Regions from separate parts of the Mus musculus genome. Here regions 2 and 3 are each linked to region 1. A link is a contact called in public HiChIP or PLAC-seq and promoter capture Hi-C data. All regions are on one chromosome and are shown on one strand. The core of a region is the stretch at or near the end of the contact, and the rest is flanking DNA. Distances in the headings are between cores, read along the strand shown.

The links. Promoter capture Hi-C pulls out the DNA fragments that hold promoters and counts their contacts. HiChIP or PLAC-seq counts read pairs in DNA pulled down with a chosen protein or histone mark.
Region 2: a promoter capture Hi-C map of liver shows a contact between it and region 1, with 2.8 times the contacts expected there. The contact joins the promoter of Fbxl20 here to the promoter of Mrpl45 in region 1. A contact is called at or near these places in 2 of 39 promoter capture datasets (both in liver).
Region 3: a contact with region 1 is called in an H3K27ac HiChIP or PLAC-seq map of bone marrow-derived dendritic cells, with 3 times the contacts expected there. The contact joins the promoter of Arl5c here to the promoter of Mrpl45 in region 1. A contact is called at or near these places in 1 of 39 promoter capture datasets (liver) and 1 of 115 datasets of contacts at active chromatin or transcription factors (bone marrow-derived dendritic cells).

Annotation. Positions count from the first base shown.
Region 1 is chr11:97,314,294-97,317,118 of GRCm38.p6, forward strand. It overlaps Mrpl45 (mitochondrial ribosomal protein L45), which reads left to right and starts at 1,423. Exons shown (of 8, transcript NM_025927.4): 1 at 1,423-1,646; 2 at 2,454-2,631. The coding sequence starts at 1,581.
Region 2 is chr11:98,148,145-98,150,969 of GRCm38.p6, forward strand. Fbxl20 (F-box and leucine-rich repeat protein 20) reads right to left here and starts at 1,472. Exons shown (of 15, transcript NM_028149.1): 1 at 1,172-1,472. The coding sequence starts at 1,213.
Region 3 is chr11:97,994,819-97,997,643 of GRCm38.p6, forward strand. It overlaps Arl5c (ADP-ribosylation factor-like 5C), which reads right to left and starts at 1,355. Exons shown (of 6, transcript NM_207231.1): 1 at 1,000-1,355; 2 at 249-309. The coding sequence starts at 1,045.

The DNA of each region.
Region 1 (2,825 bases), core at 173-2,672:
TCCCCTAGAATTGGATTTACAGGGGCATATGCGTCACCATGTGGATGCTGGGACCCGAACTTGGGTCCTCTGCCAGAGCAGCAAGGACTCTTTTTTTTTTTTTTTTTTAAGATTTATTTATTTAATGTAAGTACACTGTAGCTGTCCTCAGACACTCCAGAAAAGGGAGTCAGATCTTGTTACGGATGGTTGTGAGCCACCATGTGGTTGCTGGGATTTGAACTCCTGACCTTCAGAAGAGCAGTCGGGTGCTCTTACCCACTGAGCCATCTCACCAGCCCAGCAAGGACTCTTAACACCTGAGCCATCTCTATAGTTTCTATTTTCTTTTTTAGTTTTTGTTTGTTTGTATTTTTCTGAGGGAGGGTTTTCTCTGTGTAGCCCTGGCTGTCCTGGAACTCTCTTTGTAGACCAGGCTGGCCTCGAACTCAGAAATCTGCCTGTCTCTGCCTCCCGAGTGCTGGGACTAAAGGGGTGCGCCACCATGCCTCAAATTTTCCAAAACAGCTAATCAAAAGTAACAGTGACCACCTAAGAATCCATCTCAGAGTGAACCAAATCATATTAGGTACTGATAGGGAATTAGCTTGCAGTAGCCGAGAAACTGAGCAGAGGCCAGGCAGACATGGGTTAGGATGTGTTACATAGTCTGTGTGGCTCCAGGATGACCTGGTTATCACACTGGGATTCCTTTAACCACTGAATGTGAAGCGATTTTGGAGTTGTTAAACTCTATGTACCTGACTCTCAGTTCTGCCAATTATTTGTTTAAATTTGAATTACATATTTAGTATCTCTGGCCCAACCATATATGTAAAAGCAGGAATATTTATTGCTTGTGGTGAGGATTAAGTTGATATATGTAAAATGCTTAAATTGCCAGGCGCCTAGTAAACAATTTTGAAATACCAGTTATTACCAAATTTGGTAAGTGGTATTTTTGGAAATGATATGTTTTGGGAAATGACAGATTCTTGTTAACCCACGTGCCTTTTGCTTTTCAGTAATCACAGCGGTCAGCTTCCCTAACGGAAAGGTATGAAAGAATTTTCACATAGAAAACTAGGTTGGTTAAAGGTTTAAGGTTATACTGCATTTTGAGGTCAGAAACACACCCAGAAACTATCATTTTCGCCCTAAATACCTCCAGTGAATTCCTTGTAATGAAAGAAAACACTTATCTTAAAGGCTTCTGATTTCAGAGGGAAGCACTTTTTCGTTTTTTTCACCGATTGTAAATAAGGTGTAACAATGTGTTAAGGAACCAGGAATGCAGCAACCAGAGTCCCACAGAAGCCTCCTGCGCAGGCGCAGCTGGCTCTCCCCGTCTCCGACTGGCGCGTGACAGCCGTGCGGTTTACCCTACTTCCAAAGTGGTTTCATTGCGCACGCGCGAACCCACTGCGCGTGCCCGCGCGCCCCTCCCCTGGAGAGCGTGCGCGTGCGCGCGACTCACCTTTCGGCCTGGGGCGCGCGCCCTGGAAAATTCCACTCCCCAGCTCGCTCCGCCCTCTGCGCCTTTTCTCCGGCTCGGTGATCTGCGGCTAGGCTAGCATCCCGGCGGCCTTTGCGCGAGCAAAATGGCGGCCCCCGTACCTCGGGGCTTGTCCTCCTTATACAGGACTTTGGGATGGTGGTCTCGGCAGGTGGGTAGAAATGAAGCGAATGAAATTTTTAGGGACACAAAGAGGAGGATAGAGTAGAGGGGAATAATCATGCTGTGGGCGTTGCTGAGTTTGGACCATACGAGTCAGACTTCATCTGGAGAAGAATTTGAGGTGTATGCGATCCCCTCTAGACAAGTCTCTCTAGACAGCCTAGACGAGGCTGAGCATTAAGCTTCTTTACGTTAATTCTAGTCTTTGGAGAGAAGATGTTAAAAAGGAAAGTAATGGCTTGGAAGATGAACCAGCTCTTTTACATTCTTAAAAAATTTTTTTTTGAAAAGGATAGGAGTTTTGTCTTATCCTAGAGGGAAAAGGTCACCTGACTTCGTAAAAGTTTATTGGTCAGTTAGGAGCTAGAAGCAATTTGCTTCTGAAAAAGCAAAACAGAAGTGTGGGGGAAATGCCAGGGAGATCTTGTTTAATGCTTTAGTAATAGCATTCCACTCTTTTCAGAAATGGGTTAAGTGAGGTTTACAATTAAACTGAAAGTTCTTTGGCACTAGGACCTCTGCTTTAATCATCTCTGTATACAGTAGTACTGCAGAATGTATTAAAGGAAAGTTTTTACTGTTGATTGATGTGAATACAGGTTATTAATTGGCTTGTGGCAAAAGCCATCCCTAGGTGTTCAAAAAGTAATATCGTTTCTCCATAATAGTCATTTCATAACTCCTGAAGCATTCTTTAATGGGATGTCTTTCTATAAGACTTTGCAAACAGTTTGCTCAAGATAGATTTATCCTTTCCAAATCACCTATACGCTAACTTTTTTTTTTCATCTCCCAGCCCATTCTGGTGACTCAGTCCACAACTGTAGTTCAAGTTAAAACCAAAAGCCGTTTTAGACCCCCAACTCCTGAACCCAAGTACAAAACAGAGAAGGAGTTTTTGGAGTATGCCAGGAAAGCGGGATTGGTCATTCCACAGGAACGGTTGGAGCGCCCTATACATTTGGCCTGTACAGGTAAGGAACTATTTCTGGGATCCTGGTTCAGTTCTCTATTGTCAGAGGTCTGGTGTATGCTTTAGACTCTGATTGATAGCAATAAATTAACCACTAAGTGGGGCTGGAGATATGACTTAGCGGGTAAGAGTACTGACTGCTCTTCCAGAAGTACTAAGTTCAATTCCCAGAAACCTCACTACCATTAGTGGCTC
Region 2 (2,825 bases), core at 222-2,721, 830 kb after region 1:
AATGTAACCAATGAAGTTCTCCACTCCTCACTGCGACTTGGCATACTAAGTCTGAATTTACAGTCTCTCCACAGCTCTCCCTCCTACCTTAACTTTATAACTATAAATACTTTTTCAAGAAATACTAAGACTATACAGAAGTTTCGCCCCTAGGTGAGACTTTCACCCGAAGCCCACAAACTTTTTGTCTCAAATTTATCTTTTAAAGGGAGCTGAAGGGAAACACTGGGTGTTAAAAATACAACAAGAGAGAGGAGACAGGAAGCCAGCAAGTGAGATGAACACTGAGCCTGGGCCCAGCACAGGTCAGTCAGCCTGAGCCTCTGCCAGAAAAGGCCAGGTAACATTTTCTCTTGTGTAAGTTTCTTTGTCTCTCGGCCTACCAATGAAACCTCCAGCACATCTCCAAACTACTGTATTTCATTTCACCAGTACTTAGGATACTTCCCAAAGGAATCCCTTTCTCAGTCGTGAACTCGCTTTTAAAGATCTTTCTGACTATGTACGGTTCCATTCCAAGACTACAAACCTCCTTTTCAGAGGACAAACTTAAGACAAAACAAAAAAACAAAACAAAACAAACCAGGAATGGGTTCTCCGAAGGCTCTCAGACCTTCCTCGCATTCTCGGAACAGATATCTAAGTTCCCAATAAACAATGAACCACAAAAGTATTAGACTACACGGGGAAGAGGAAGTATTAGAATATCCAAACAGCACGAAAACCCCACAGTCGCCTCTATCGTCCCAGTTTACTACCACCCCCAACTTCCTACTTCCACCGAGGACTAATCGATTCCCGCTCGGGTGGAGATTCACGAAGGCAGCAGGCGCTGGCCAGTCGGGGACTGAGTGCTTTCACTGCGTGGTGGAAGGAGGCTAGCCAAGGGCTGGGCAGAGAATGGGAAGCTGGGTGTTATGGGGGAGGGGGGATTTAGGGCGCCAGGGCTAATCCCGGCCAGGGCCCGCGGGTGGAAGGGGCAGCAGGCGAACCTCCCGGAAGGCGAGGCAAGCCGGTGCGCGGGGCTTGCGGGTCGCAAGCAGGGGAGGACGCCGGCGGCCGCATCGGGGGCGGGTGGCGGGCCGCACAAGGGAGGAGGCTCCGGTCGAGCTACTGTTTGGGGTGCGAGAGCTGGCCTTCGCCGCCGCCCGAGACCCCTCCGAGCTCACACCTCAAACCTGCTCTTGGTCACTCCGTTCACGTCCCTCCTCATGGGGCCGGCGGGTGCGGCCCGGGCAGGGCGCTGCGGCGTGCGGAGTGCAAAGATAGGGGCCAGGGCAGGCCCCGGAGTTCCGGGAGCGGGAGGCGGCGGCGGCAGCAAGGCGAGGCTCGCCCGGCCGACGCGGAGGAGCGACCGCTCGAGTCCCGCGGGGGCCTCCACCACCGCCCGCGGCGTCCGCGGCCGCGACGACTGCCAGTCGCTAGCTCGGTCCTCTCCAAAGCCTCAACTTCAACCCAAAACAAAAACACTCCCCACCTGCCAGCAACGCCGCTCCTCATTGGGCAGAGCCGCCCGGGCCTCGGAACGTCGGGGGAGGGGAGGAGCGCTCGGCGGCGGCGGCGCGAGCCCACCCCTCCCCCACCCGGCGCAGCCCCGGACGGTGAGCCCGCGAGCGCCTGGAACGTGGGGTGACCGGGCGCCAGCCCACCAGGACAAGGAGAAGCAGGGAAGTGCCCAAGTGCGCGCCTGCTTCGGTGCGCGCGCGGGCGTGGGGGGGGGGGGCACGGTGTGTGTGCTGTGGGGCGGGTGCGAGTGCGCGCGTGCCCGCGGACCGGCGAGAAGAGCAGAACAGGGACAGGAACATCACCGGATCCCCTCCAGCACTGCGAGGGCTCACTGGCACGTAGCGACCCACGCGGAACCTGAGCTTTCAGCCTAGGGTCCCCAGCTCTGATCTGATCACTTCCCCGGCGGCCTGAGCTGGCACCCACGTCTTTCTGACCACCCAGCTCCCGTCCTCTATCACTCACTGTCGCCTTGAACCCAAAGTGCAGCAGGCGGTCCCTGCTCGGAGCCATTTTCCTCCTCTTTCTAGACGTCTCTAGGTTGGGGCAGTGCCGCCGCCGCTGCCGCCGTAGGTGCTGCCGCCGCCTCCCCCACCCCGGTGAATTGCATTACGGGGTGCTGCAGGGAGGCCTGGGGGGCCCCTGCGGGGCGGATGGCTCTCAGTGCCAGGCTCCAGAAGGCAGGAGCTGGTTGCGCTAAGAGGAGGACGTAGCGCCAGCTCTGCACAGGAGCTGGCAGCGAGGCTACACCTCGGGATCAGGGGGTGCAATGCCCCAGCCCAGTACCCATTCCTTGGGCCGGGGGAGGGGCTGGCGTCAATCGGGTGGGGGCGGGCAAGGCACAAGGGCCATTGGCGTCCCCGCCCCTCCGGCCGCTGGCGCCCAATGGGCTGCAGCGGCTGCTCACCCTCCAATCGGAGAGCTGGTTCGTGAGAGCCACGGCGTGACGCCATTTCGGCGGGAGAAACAAGCATGTAGGAGCGAGTAGGCGGGGGCGGTTGCCCATAGGAAACTCTTCCATTGGATTTCGCTCCTAGTATAAAAGGTAGTCTGTCATCTTTTTGTTAACTCCAGCCTTCAAGACTTCCAAAATCTATGACCTATTTTCCACGAATTATGAAACAACCGAGAGTGAAATTGCTCCGTCAGAGACATTACAAAATGTACCAAACCTGAAATATTAAAAACTACCATAAATCCCAGCCGTCCTAATTAGACCTTAATACTGCTTCCAATTTTATGCTCAAAGCAATTACGAGTTTGTCGTCAGACCTTTTCTACTTAGTTTTAGAACTTGAAAAAGATGAACTTTTAAGAGC
Region 3 (2,825 bases), core at 105-2,604, 680 kb after region 1:
CCTGCCAGGACTGAAATGTGTTTGGCAGGGTAGATCGCGGGAGGCCGTGGGACCTGAAGTCACCCATTGCTGGCGGGATCCAAATCCAGGCCAGCAGCCACTAAATCAGGAAGGTCATACCAGCGTCTTCCCATCACTTCTTGTCTACAACTACCCACTAACCCAGGGAAGGGCTCTGGTGATTGGTGCAAATGACTATCAGTCTAGTGTGAGGCCCAGCCCACTCTATCCACCCAGTAGTTACTTACAACTGGTAGAGAATGGTGGTCTTCCCTGCATTGTCCAGTCCCACGATAATGACTTTGTGCTCTGGAGGCATCCAGGGGAAGGGCAAGGTCAGAGCCAACCCGGACGACTGCGGGCGTGGGTGTCCCTAGTAGGCTTCTCGTCCTGGCCTCTTCCTCACCCTCTGCTCTTGTCTGGATGAATGGATGCCTTCTCTCCCGGCTCCACACATCCCTTGGCAATCTCCGAGCTAAAGCTCGGTATCTCAGCTTTCTGTGTGCGCCCCCCCCCCCAATTTCCTAGGATGCTCAGAGAAACGCGGTCCGGGGGACCTCTGTCGAAGACTGTACCGTTTCACTTGCCATCGGACCGGACCCCTGCACCCCTCCTGACCCCCTACCCCACCTCCGTCTACATTTCTAGACAGCGATCGTCTAAAGGGTCCGAAGCACACTGGGCTCTAAATCACAATCTCAGGAAATTGACTTTGGGGGCCCTCAGGGTCGCACACAGCTCAGCTGGGTGGTGGGGTCAGAGGCAGAAGGCTCTCCCACCCCTGTGCACTGGGCACACTGAAGCGCGGGGTCAAGGTGGGGGGCGGGGGGCTTGTGGGAGGAGAGCAGGCAGGAGGCCATGGAGAGTATGGGAGTGCACAAATCCAACTCTAGCAGCGCAAGGTTCCCAGTCAGTCTTCACGGACGACTCCAAAATCCCAAGAGCCCCAGAAGACAGCGGAATCAAAGAGGTCACTGGGCTGCCCGGTGCGCCGCTTACCCTGACTCCCAAAGATTCGCATCAGCTTGGCTATCAGCTGTCCCATGGCACTCCCGGAGCTGGGGGCGGGCGGGGCTCAGCAGCCTCCAGGACCAGAGTCTGGCCCCAAATCTTCAAAGCCCTGCCTGGGGGAGGGCCAGACCCGCTGCTCCTATCAAATGTGCGGAACCCCAAGCGTCACCCTCGAGACCTGGGAATCCCACCGGACGCTGGCTCTTTCTCGGTGCTGAGGGTCTGAGTGGCGTCACCACGAAGACTAGGTATTTGTCTAGGGGCAGGAAAGTGCAAGGAAAATCCCAGAGTCCTCTTTACCCTGAGAAAACTGAAGTTGGAACTATCTGCTTTAGTGTTGCGAGTAGAGTGAGCAATGTGCAAAATGTCTGCTCTTCCTCTCCAAAAGCCACCGCTGGGGGGAAACCCTCCAAGGGCGGTCCAGCTTTCTCACATTGAGACACAGCATCCTCATCTACAAAGTTCAGACTGAAGAACCCTGCAACTCAGTTACAAAACAAACAACAAAGAATCTCAAAATGTTTTGCTAATCCAATCTAGTAATTTTTTAAAACTTTTTGTTTGCTTGTTTGTTTTTGTTTTTTGAGACAGGGTTTCTCTGTGTAGCCCTGACAGTCCTAGAACTCTCTGTAGACCAGACTGGACTCCAACATCAGAGATCCACCTGCCTCTGCCTCCTGAGTGCTGGGATTAAAGGTGTGTGCCACCAAGCCCAGCATTTTAAGATTTTGTGTGTGTGTGTGTGTGTGTGTGTGTGTTTTCACGTGCACGCACGCTGAACCACATGCCATATGTTTAAATACATGTATACCTTTGGAAGCCAGACGAGGTACTCAGATCCTAGCTTGGATACTGGAAACCCAACTCAGGTCCTCTTAAAGAGCAGCAAGTGCTTTTAACTGTTGAGCCCTCTCTCTAGCCCCTAATTACATAGTATTGTAATTTTTCCCATTTTGTGTTAGATGGCATTCACAGCTATCCTTAGCTACATGCAATTGCATGCAACCTGCAGGCCACAGTCTGAGGAGATGGTTCAGCAGTTAAGAGCACGTGTTGCTCTTCCAGAGGACCAAGTTCTGTTCCCAGCAGCCACCATAGACAGATAAGGACTCTCTATTAACTCTGGGTCCAGGGAACTTGTTGCTTCTGGCTTCTGCACTCTGTGCAATACCCACATGCAAATGCACACACCAATATATAATTAAAAGTAATAAAAATAAAAAATTTAAATCACCATGATTGCTGGGCATGGTGGCACACACCTTTAATCCCAGCATTTGGGAGACAGAAGCAGGTGGATCTCTGAGTTTGAGGCCAGCCTGGTCTACAGAGTGAGTTCCATGCCCCTTCCCCATTCCAAAGGAAATGAAACAATAAATACCGAGCCTGGGCTACATAGTGAGATTGTCTTTTACAATCTAAACCAGCCAGTCTCTCTCAGCAGAGGGAAAAGTCTTTTTATTTGTTGATTTGTTTGTTATTTTCAGAGGACCTAAATATATAATCTGTCACCCTGGCTGGCTTTAAACTCCTGAACTCCAGCAATCCTCCTGCCTCAAACTTCTGAGTGGCCTTCTGGCCTCACAGGCTCCAGCAGCAGGTAGACCCAACAGTGGGTTTGTGGGTCACGAGGAAAGTAGCAGCCCCAGCAGGAAGAGGGAGAAAAAAAACCAATGTGTTGTTTGTGAATTTCACAACCTGGGAGAAACCCAGAAAAAAATCTAAAGAGAAGTGAAAAAAGGCACGTTGACCTTTGGCTGGAGTCCCAGACTCCGTATTTTCTCTTTGGTCCTGAGAAAATTGGAAATCTTTGA